Linked DNA regions of Zea mays: all the other regions are linked to region 2. The links are chromatin contacts, called in public Hi-C maps. All regions are on one chromosome and are shown on one strand. The core of a region is the stretch at or near the end of the contact, and the rest is flanking DNA. Distances in the headings are between cores, read along the strand shown. Region 1 holds the start of LOC100283780. Region 2 holds the start of LOC100275342 (mediator of RNA polymerase II transcription subunit 33A). Region 3 holds the start of LOC100282693.

Region 1 (2,700 bases), core at 168-2,667, 190 kb after region 2:
ATTTGCATAGGCATCTAACAATGTGCACATACAAGGAATGCCTATTATGCTAAATGTAGATGTGCTCCTTCAAGCCATCACTTCATAGATGTAGAGAAGCTCGGTCAGATAAGGAGAATCAACAACTCCTAACTATACAAGAGCTTGATTTCAGTAAGTCCAATTGCTACACTAGCATAGCTAATATTCCAAATCAAACTACAATGCTTTTCTGCAGTGGATTCATTAACCGAATAAGGTCAAAGATCAGCACAACAAACATAAAGTATAACAGCATTAGGTGCCCAACCAATGCAGCTGAAAATAACATAAGTAAAACTCACAGCCATGGATTATTCAACCACAACATACAAAATAAAGTATACACCCTACCATAGTAGGGCAACAGGATAGAACAGGCTAATTTCAAACATTAATAGAAGTGGACTAATCAGTTAAATTTCATCAACTACAGCTTTAGAGTCCATAGCGAAAGGTAGTATAGCCTAATGAAAAACTTAAACATAAGCAAATGGCAAATGAAGTTCTTGTGGATTCAAGACCAAATTCCCCGTTTGTTTAACAACAGCCTTACCACTTGTTGACAACTTGAGTTGCCACAGTTAGGTCCGCACAAGTGCACAACGTTCCAGTAGTAGCATACGCACATTTAGAACGAGAGATATGAAGCAAACCTTGGAATGCTGCCGTATGAAGGCAACGAGTAGAAGCAGCAAGAACGGCAATATCTGAACGCGCATTTAGAAAGAGAGATATGAAGCAAACCTTGAAGATGCTGCCGTATGAAGACGACGAGTAGAAGCAGCGAGAACGGCAATATCTGTTCGAACCACCGCGCAACGTGGTGCACGTCGTAGCGCTGGTACGCGCGGTCCCCGCCCCCGTTCCCCGACGTGCCGGCCCCGCCACCGTTTGCCTCCGCATCCGTAGCGCCTGCACCCCTGCCCGCAGCGGAGGCCTGGTCAACCTCAGAGCCGGCGGTCGCCTCGATCAAATCCTCGGACGAGGTCCCCGCATCCGGCCCGCCCGTGGCCTCCGTGTCGCCTGGGCCGCCCTGAATCCGGATCGAAACCTCCCCGTCCCCAGCGGCGGCAGCGGAGAGAAGACCATCGACCTCCGACGCCGACAACGGCGACGAGGGCCCCGCGGACGGGTGGTGCGCCGCCAGGGCAGGGCCGGACTGGACTACGCCGGAGTACTCAAGGAGGGCCGCGATGGGGGCCTGGAGGAGGCTGGAGGCGGAGAAATTGAGGCCATATCGGCGGAGGCCGGAGGGCCCGACGCCAGCGCCCTGACTGGGCCCCCAGCGATCGGGGCTCACGGGGGGTGGGTCCATCGCCGGCGCCGGCGAAACCCTATATGCCGGCGTCGCACGCGAAGCGGGCCTGACGACGCGGAGTCCTCTGGAATGAGAGGGAGATCCCGTTGGCTTTGCTTTGGTTGGTCTTCTTCGCCTTCGCCTTTTGGTTTGGTTCGGCGTCTGCCTTCACCGTATCACCATTCACCCTCCGGCCAAGTTGGTTGGGTTCATCCGCACGAGTAATATTCCACGCAGGTTCATCTGGAGTTTTTAAATTAGAGAAAATCATCTCCACCTAGATAGACACACTCAACGAAAGGAAAATTCTCTTTCTCAATCTCCAACAATAGTCTTCTTCTAACAGGGAAACAGGGGTTTGCAGCCATCAAGCTAGACATGAAAAGCCTATGATAGGGCTGAGTCGACTTTCTTAAGGCCCTGTTCGTTTCACCTGGATCAGCTCATTCACTGCAGAATAAATTAGGCCGGTTTAGAGTTTGGTGTTTATGTGACCCATTGAAGTTGTTCATTTTGGCCCAAACTAAAATCAAAACTGACTCTGTTTAGATTTTTCGCTCACTCCATGATCCGGTACCAATCCCTGTCTCATCCCCTCCGGATTGCATCCCCGACATGACACCCGACGCGAGACGGGCTAAGCAGGGCAAGGCGTTGCGCAGGTGAAGAAGTGGTCGCGTGAAGCGGCAGCGGCGCGCAGCCCCGACGACGACGCTCCCCGCTGCCTTCCCACAGGTAAGGTGATGCTCTCTCTTCCCCTCTCTCATCCTCGCGTGTTCTTGATGTTGTTGAGCACCACGACAATGGCGTCGATGGGGATTCATGGATGACGGGGATGCAGGTGCGTCCCTAGAGCTCCTAGTCCCCATCGCCCCGTTCTTGTGTTCTTATGTACGTGCCCTTAGTGTTGTCCATTTCTTCAGCTTCTGGAATAGGGTTTTGTCCATATCTGCTTCAGTTTCTGAAAACACTCATACTAGGTTTCTGTATTCTATCCATTTCTTCAGTTTCTGAAATGGCGTTTACAAAACAATTAATTGTTAGTATACATACATTTCAGATTCTCAAGGAATGGGTGAGAGCACCTAGAGGGGGTGAATAGATGATCATGCAAATATTGCTCAAAACAACACAAACTTGGTCTAAAATATGAGTTAGAGTAAATCAAAACCAAGTTTGGATGAGAAGATGAGAGGAAGGAAGACTCTTCACTTGATTGCTCACTTGAGATGTGTATTAAACTAGGAGCAATAAATAAATGAAAGTTTATACTCAAAGGAAGATAGAAATCGTAGAAAAGTAAATGGACAAGAGCGACATCGATTTTTTTCTGTGGTTCGACCAAAGCCTACTCTACGTTGTGGTGACCTCCTTTAGTCAAG
Region 2 (2,708 bases), core at 133-2,632:
AGAATCACACACTTGACAAATAGACGCCTAAGTGGTATGTGGCATCTCAAACCCTTGGTGTTTGCACACATTTCAATAAGACACTTTGACGATGTTGGTACACACAGGAATAGTTTGCAATTTCCTGACAAACTATGCTGTGTTATATGATATGCACTTATGAAGTAAGGTTTTTGGCTATGACTCAAATAGAAAATATTATTTTAACAAATAACTAACAGTAAATTTCGCATGCCTACAGGTGATTGACCACAGTATGAGAACTTTAAAGATTAAAAATCCATTATCAGAAAGCTGCAGATTGATGGAACAATTTATAGTTGAAGATAGTTTGGTCAATTGAACCGTATGTTTTAAATATTTATTCAGTGGCTTATACCAAAAAAGTAGGGGTTGCTTTTGAAAAGCCACCCAATGTGAAAGGAGCTTAAATGACACTTGTGAAGCCTTTGAGTCTTTGGCCCACAGCACAAGGTTAGAAATGGTGCACCTTTTCTTTCTAAGACCAAGACCAAGAATTTTGCAGTCGTTTCCACCCTACCTAGTTTCCACCTGCGCAGATACATCTAATCGAAATGACCAGGCAACCTCCCAGCAGCCGGATCAAGCTGGGCCCACGCACCCAAAAGCATCAGCAAATAGTCAAATACAGCGCAGATTTAAACCGGGATATCCAATAAGCAATTTGTCAATTCTCAAGTGTGCAAGTTGCATCATGAATAGAGTACACCAAACCAAAAGTGAAGGACGCCAGTGTGGAGTAACCGAGTAAGGTCCTTACATATCCTTATTCTCCATGCGCTCCGGGTAAACAGGAGCCACCGCGTACCGACCGAGAAGCTCGAGGTAGAGCATGTACGCCTCCGGCTGCTCCCGCCGGTTCGGCACCACCCTGCATAGCAACAGTATAGGCAACTTAGCATCTGAAAGCAAAACAGGGCCGAAACCCAATTGATCAAGGAGACAACGCGCAAAGGAGAAGGGAAGGTCGAATCGCTCAAGCACCTCGGGGTAAGGAGGGCGAGCGTGTGGAGAGGGTCCACCAGGCGGGACAACATGGCCTGGTCCAGCAGCTTCCACATGGCGGCTGTGTTGTGCGCGAAGCACAGGTTCGCCACCAACGCCTGCGAGAGCGCGAGGCCGCCCGGAGTGAAGGCGGGGGCCTCGCGGATGCAGCGCGCGGCCTCGGCGGCCTGGAGGAGCGGCGGGTCCCCGCGCTCAGCGGAGGCCTTCACCGCCGCCATCACCCGCCGCTCCAGCTCCGCGACGGCAGCCATCGGCCCGCCCGCGTGGGAGCTGGTTTTGGGGACCTCTGTTGTGCTGATTGCGCGGGGTATTTGGGTTGGCATCGAAGGACAGGAGAGGCTGCTGCTGGTCGACTGTATTTAAACCCCTCGAAATTGTGATGTGTTTCTTTGAAGCGAAAAGCTTTGACCAGCAAACGATCCTGACGAAAAACTATCGCGTGCTTTGACTTGAACAAAATAATAATTTTTAATGATTATTTAAGAAATACATTTTAATACATAATTTTATTAATGTTTCAAACATCTCTAAAAATATCTTAAATCAGTTCTCTATCTTAAAATATAGTGTTTAACTCAACTGATAGTGTCTTATTTTATAAACTTTTATAAAAAAAATAGATAGACCATGCAGTGACCTAAATATTTAATACACTCTGAATTAGTGTTATATTCTTATTTTCTTTATTATCATCAACCTTTTTATAATAATATATTTTATTTTCTAAAAATACATGAAGTTGTTGGAGCTTAGTTTATTTTTATGATGTCTACATTAGTTTACTCATCTTTTCTTTCATCTAGTCATTTCTAGACTGTCTTTAGCATCTTAGAGCAGCTCCAATAATTATATGAAATTTGACTCTTTAAACAAGTACGAATTAGGGCATATACAGTGGAGAGACACCAAAACAGTTCTCCAAGCATAGGAGACAACTAAGAGACTCTATTGTACAATGGAGTGTCTATAAACGTAGTCTATTAATAAATACAAAATTAAATATATTTATACAGCATCAAATCGATAGAACAGACGACAGATTCGTACAGTGAGAAGTGAGACGTCTGTTGCTACTTGGTTTACGAGCCAGAGACGTCTCTTCACGGAGAGACGGCTCTAAGTTTTTTTTTGCAAATAACCTCCTTAAACACCTCAAGAGCCTCCACATTAAATACCACTATACATGCCCTTAAAAAACCAAACTACGTGCTAGTCTTGTCAGATCTTGGTTGACCGCGGAGCTCCGACGACGTGCTTGCAATTGCAATAACATTCAACTTTTGCTTCCCCAACGTCGTTCTAGTCTTGTCAGATCATGTTCGCTTCCGTGTGACCATTGACTCCAACAGTTCTAGTAAACCGTCATATATGATGTATCTTATATTTATTGAATATTCTTCTATTTTACAGTGGTGTCAAACGTTCTGTAAATTTAAAGAACTCTCCTTCATTCTTTATATATAAAGATTTTATCTTTTCTTCTTTTATCATTTTATCGTTCATTTTTTTTCAAAAACTTTAAATACTCGTCTTATTAAAAAAACTGTGAGTTATTATTTATTTTGTTGTGATTTATTTTATCACTCAAGATCATTTGAGTGTGACTTTAATTTTTTATTTTAAATAATTTTTTTGAATAAAACAAGTGATTAAACTTTTGAAAAAGTCAACATCGTCGTATA
Region 3 (2,700 bases), core at 70-2,569, 130 kb after region 2:
TGGTATTCAAGTTGATCATTGGATCACTTGAGAGGAGTTGAGTGCAACTCTCGTCCGTTGGGACGCCACAACGTGGAGTAGGCAAGCGTTGGTCTTGGCCGAACCACGGGATAAACCACTGTGTCATCTCTGTGTTGAACTCTTTGTGGTTATCGTATTGTGCAAGATCTTCTCTCTAGCCACTTGGTGATTATTGTGCTAACACTTAACCAAGTTTTGTGGCTTAAGTTTTAAGTTTTACAGGATCACCTATTCACCCCCCTCTAGGTGCTCTCACTATGAATGAATGAATTTTATGTGATTTTTGTGAGAAAATAAATTAAAAACATTTATTGGTAGTAGCTAAAATCATTTATTTCCGTTGGCCAAGTATGTGGCTGTCGAAAGTTAACCATCTAAAATAACTTTCATCGGCAGAGCATTCAACAGACAGAAGTTAGCAAAGTTCCTTTATGCCCCGTTTGGATCATTGGAATTGAATTCCATACTAATAATAGTAATTTAGACATATATCAATTAAGCTAATTCAATTTTATGCGGAGATATTTATGTGCTTTATTTTTACTATAGAGGAGTGAGACGAAGAGTGTCACATAAGTTATAAAGTAGAAACAAATTCTACTAATGCATAAAATGATTTCTCATCCTCCACCCCATAAATTTAAGATAGACTTATATCTGAACTTTGGAAAGTGGTGGAATGTCAAATTTCTATAAAATGAATGGATCCAAACGCCCCGTTAGTTTTTTCTGATTGATGGAAATTAGTGCGATCGGAGGTAATTTTTGTCGATTGTTTATAGCCAACAAAAATTAGCTAACATCCGTCGATTGACCCATAAAAGTTAATAATTTCTGTACGGATGTCGTCAGCCGAGAATTGATGGAAGTTAGTTTAAGCCAACCAAAATTAGCACGACAGGAGTCAGGAGTTGTGATCAGTCGTATATTAGAGCATGACAAATAATACTCACTCGGTTTCAAAATAGTAGTTGTTTTAGCTCTTAATTTTTTATCTATATTCAAATAAATTTAGACATAAATATAAAACATATACAATAAGTATGGTAGGAATCTAATAAATTTTTAAAACAAATTTTATTTTAGGATAAATGGAGTATAATATATTGCTATAATGAATGGGCAGGAGAGGAGATAGCTCTTGCATTGCATGTCTGACATTAGCGGAGGGATCGGTTGCTATTTGTGACTGTCCCCGTCTTTAACTCCCCACCATTATATCTACGACGCAACCTCCTTCAATTTCGGTTTCCAACACAACGATGGAGTGAAGGCATGAAGACCCGAAACTGAAACCAAAAATAAACTGCAGGCAGAGGGGGAAGGAGAGCGGCAGGAGGGTCATTAAATAAATCTACTTTTCTGTTGTAAGTGGTCTTGATCTTGATCGTAGAAAATAGGTTATTCATTCGTCCTTCTATTATCTTTGCCTTTGTCTTCTTTCCTAAGATTTCACTACTTCTGCGGGGTGTCACAGTCTTAAGATCATGGTGTTTTTATGTCTCAAACATGGTCGCAATTGTGACATTAGGTAGATGGGAGATTTTTGACTGAGTTTTCGTGTTTTGTGAGCGAAGTCAGGGTAGGAAATGATGTCCGAGAGTGAAGAGCATGGCTCGCTCCTAGACAAGATCAACGACAAGATCAACGAGAAGATCCATGAGTACAAGCACTCGTCGTCGTCGTCCTCCTCTTCGGACTCAGATGATGACAAGAAGCCCAAGAAGTCTAAGAAGAAGAAGCTTTTTGGAAGAAAACACCCATTGCATCATGTCCTCGGAGGAGGCAAAGGTATGTACAAATAGGTTAAGATGGGAGAAATTTGTGACTTTTTGTTCTCATCTGTCTTCTTTACAGGAAAAAAAGGGAACGTTTGATTTCTGAAACATGGATTTACACAATAAACCATATATTGTTTGTGTAATTTGTGAGCTTTTTTTTTGTTCTTTAAACTTTTGACAATCTATACGGTGTGCAACATCCACTGATGACAATGGCATCTAATTTTCCTTTTGATTCAGCCGCCGACCTTGTGCTGTGGAGGAACAAACAGGCATCTGGGAGCATATTGGTAGGGGTGACCGTGATCTGGTTACTGTTCGAGGGCATCGGCTACCACCTCCTTACCTTCCTCTGCCACGCACTAATTGTGTTTCTCACTATCTGGTTCATCTGGTCCAATGCTGCGTCCTTTGTCAACAGGTCATCCTTATGTTCCTCCTAGAGTTCGTAGCCATTTAATTCGATCCTTGATCTTATTTTGGAAAAAAAATCTACTCCCTCTCCATTCCAAAATATAGTTCTTTTTAGGCCTCTTTTTTCTTGCTTTTTTATTCGTTGAAGAGTCCCTAATATTGCCAGATGTGAGTATTTTAAATCTTAATTTGAGCAAGATTCTTTGTTATCCCAAATGCAAAGAATTGCCTAATAATTGTTTACCTATAGAGAACATATGTTATGTTGGAGATGATATGATGTCTCCAGGTTTTTTCAGGTCACCTCCAAAGTTCCCAGAGGTCATTCTATCTGAAGTCCAGTGCATGAAGGTAGCTCATGTTGCAAGGAAAGAAATCAACGAGGCTTTCTATACATTGCGCAATGTTGCTTCTGGAAAAGATTTGAAAACATATCTGATGGTAATTAACCTGACTTCTACCACATCTTTTGTTCCGATATAAT

Evidence for each region. Hi-C and Micro-C count contacts between places; a contact is called where the count stands out from the background.
Region 1: a contact with region 2 is called in a Hi-C map of leaf, with 1.9 times the contacts expected there. The contact joins the promoter of LOC100283780 here to the promoter of LOC100275342 in region 2. A contact is called at or near these places in 5 of 25 Hi-C or Micro-C datasets (ear, leaf, leaf mesophyll and 1 more).
Region 3: a Hi-C map of ear shows a contact between it and region 2, with 2.6 times the contacts expected there. The contact joins the promoter of LOC100282693 here to the promoter of LOC100275342 in region 2. A contact is called at or near these places in 9 of 25 Hi-C or Micro-C datasets (bundle sheath, ear, endosperm and 4 more).

Annotation. Positions count from the first base shown.
Region 1 is chr6:146,421,543-146,424,242 of Zm-B73-REFERENCE-NAM-5.0, reverse strand. It overlaps LOC100283780, which reads right to left and starts at 1,417. Exons shown (of 8, transcript NM_001156679.1): 1 at 766-1,417. The coding sequence starts at 1,336.
Region 2 is chr6:146,616,414-146,619,121 of Zm-B73-REFERENCE-NAM-5.0, reverse strand. LOC100275342 (mediator of RNA polymerase II transcription subunit 33A) reads right to left here and starts at 1,382. Exons shown (of 12, transcript XM_034059373.2): 1 at 1,006-1,382; 2 at 782-892. The coding sequence starts at 1,349.
Region 3 is chr6:146,487,889-146,490,588 of Zm-B73-REFERENCE-NAM-5.0, reverse strand. It overlaps LOC100282693, which reads left to right and starts at 1,319. Exons shown (of 6, transcript NM_001364327.1): 1 at 1,319-1,388; 2 at 1,599-1,812; 3 at 2,043-2,223; 4 at 2,516-2,657. The coding sequence starts at 1,611.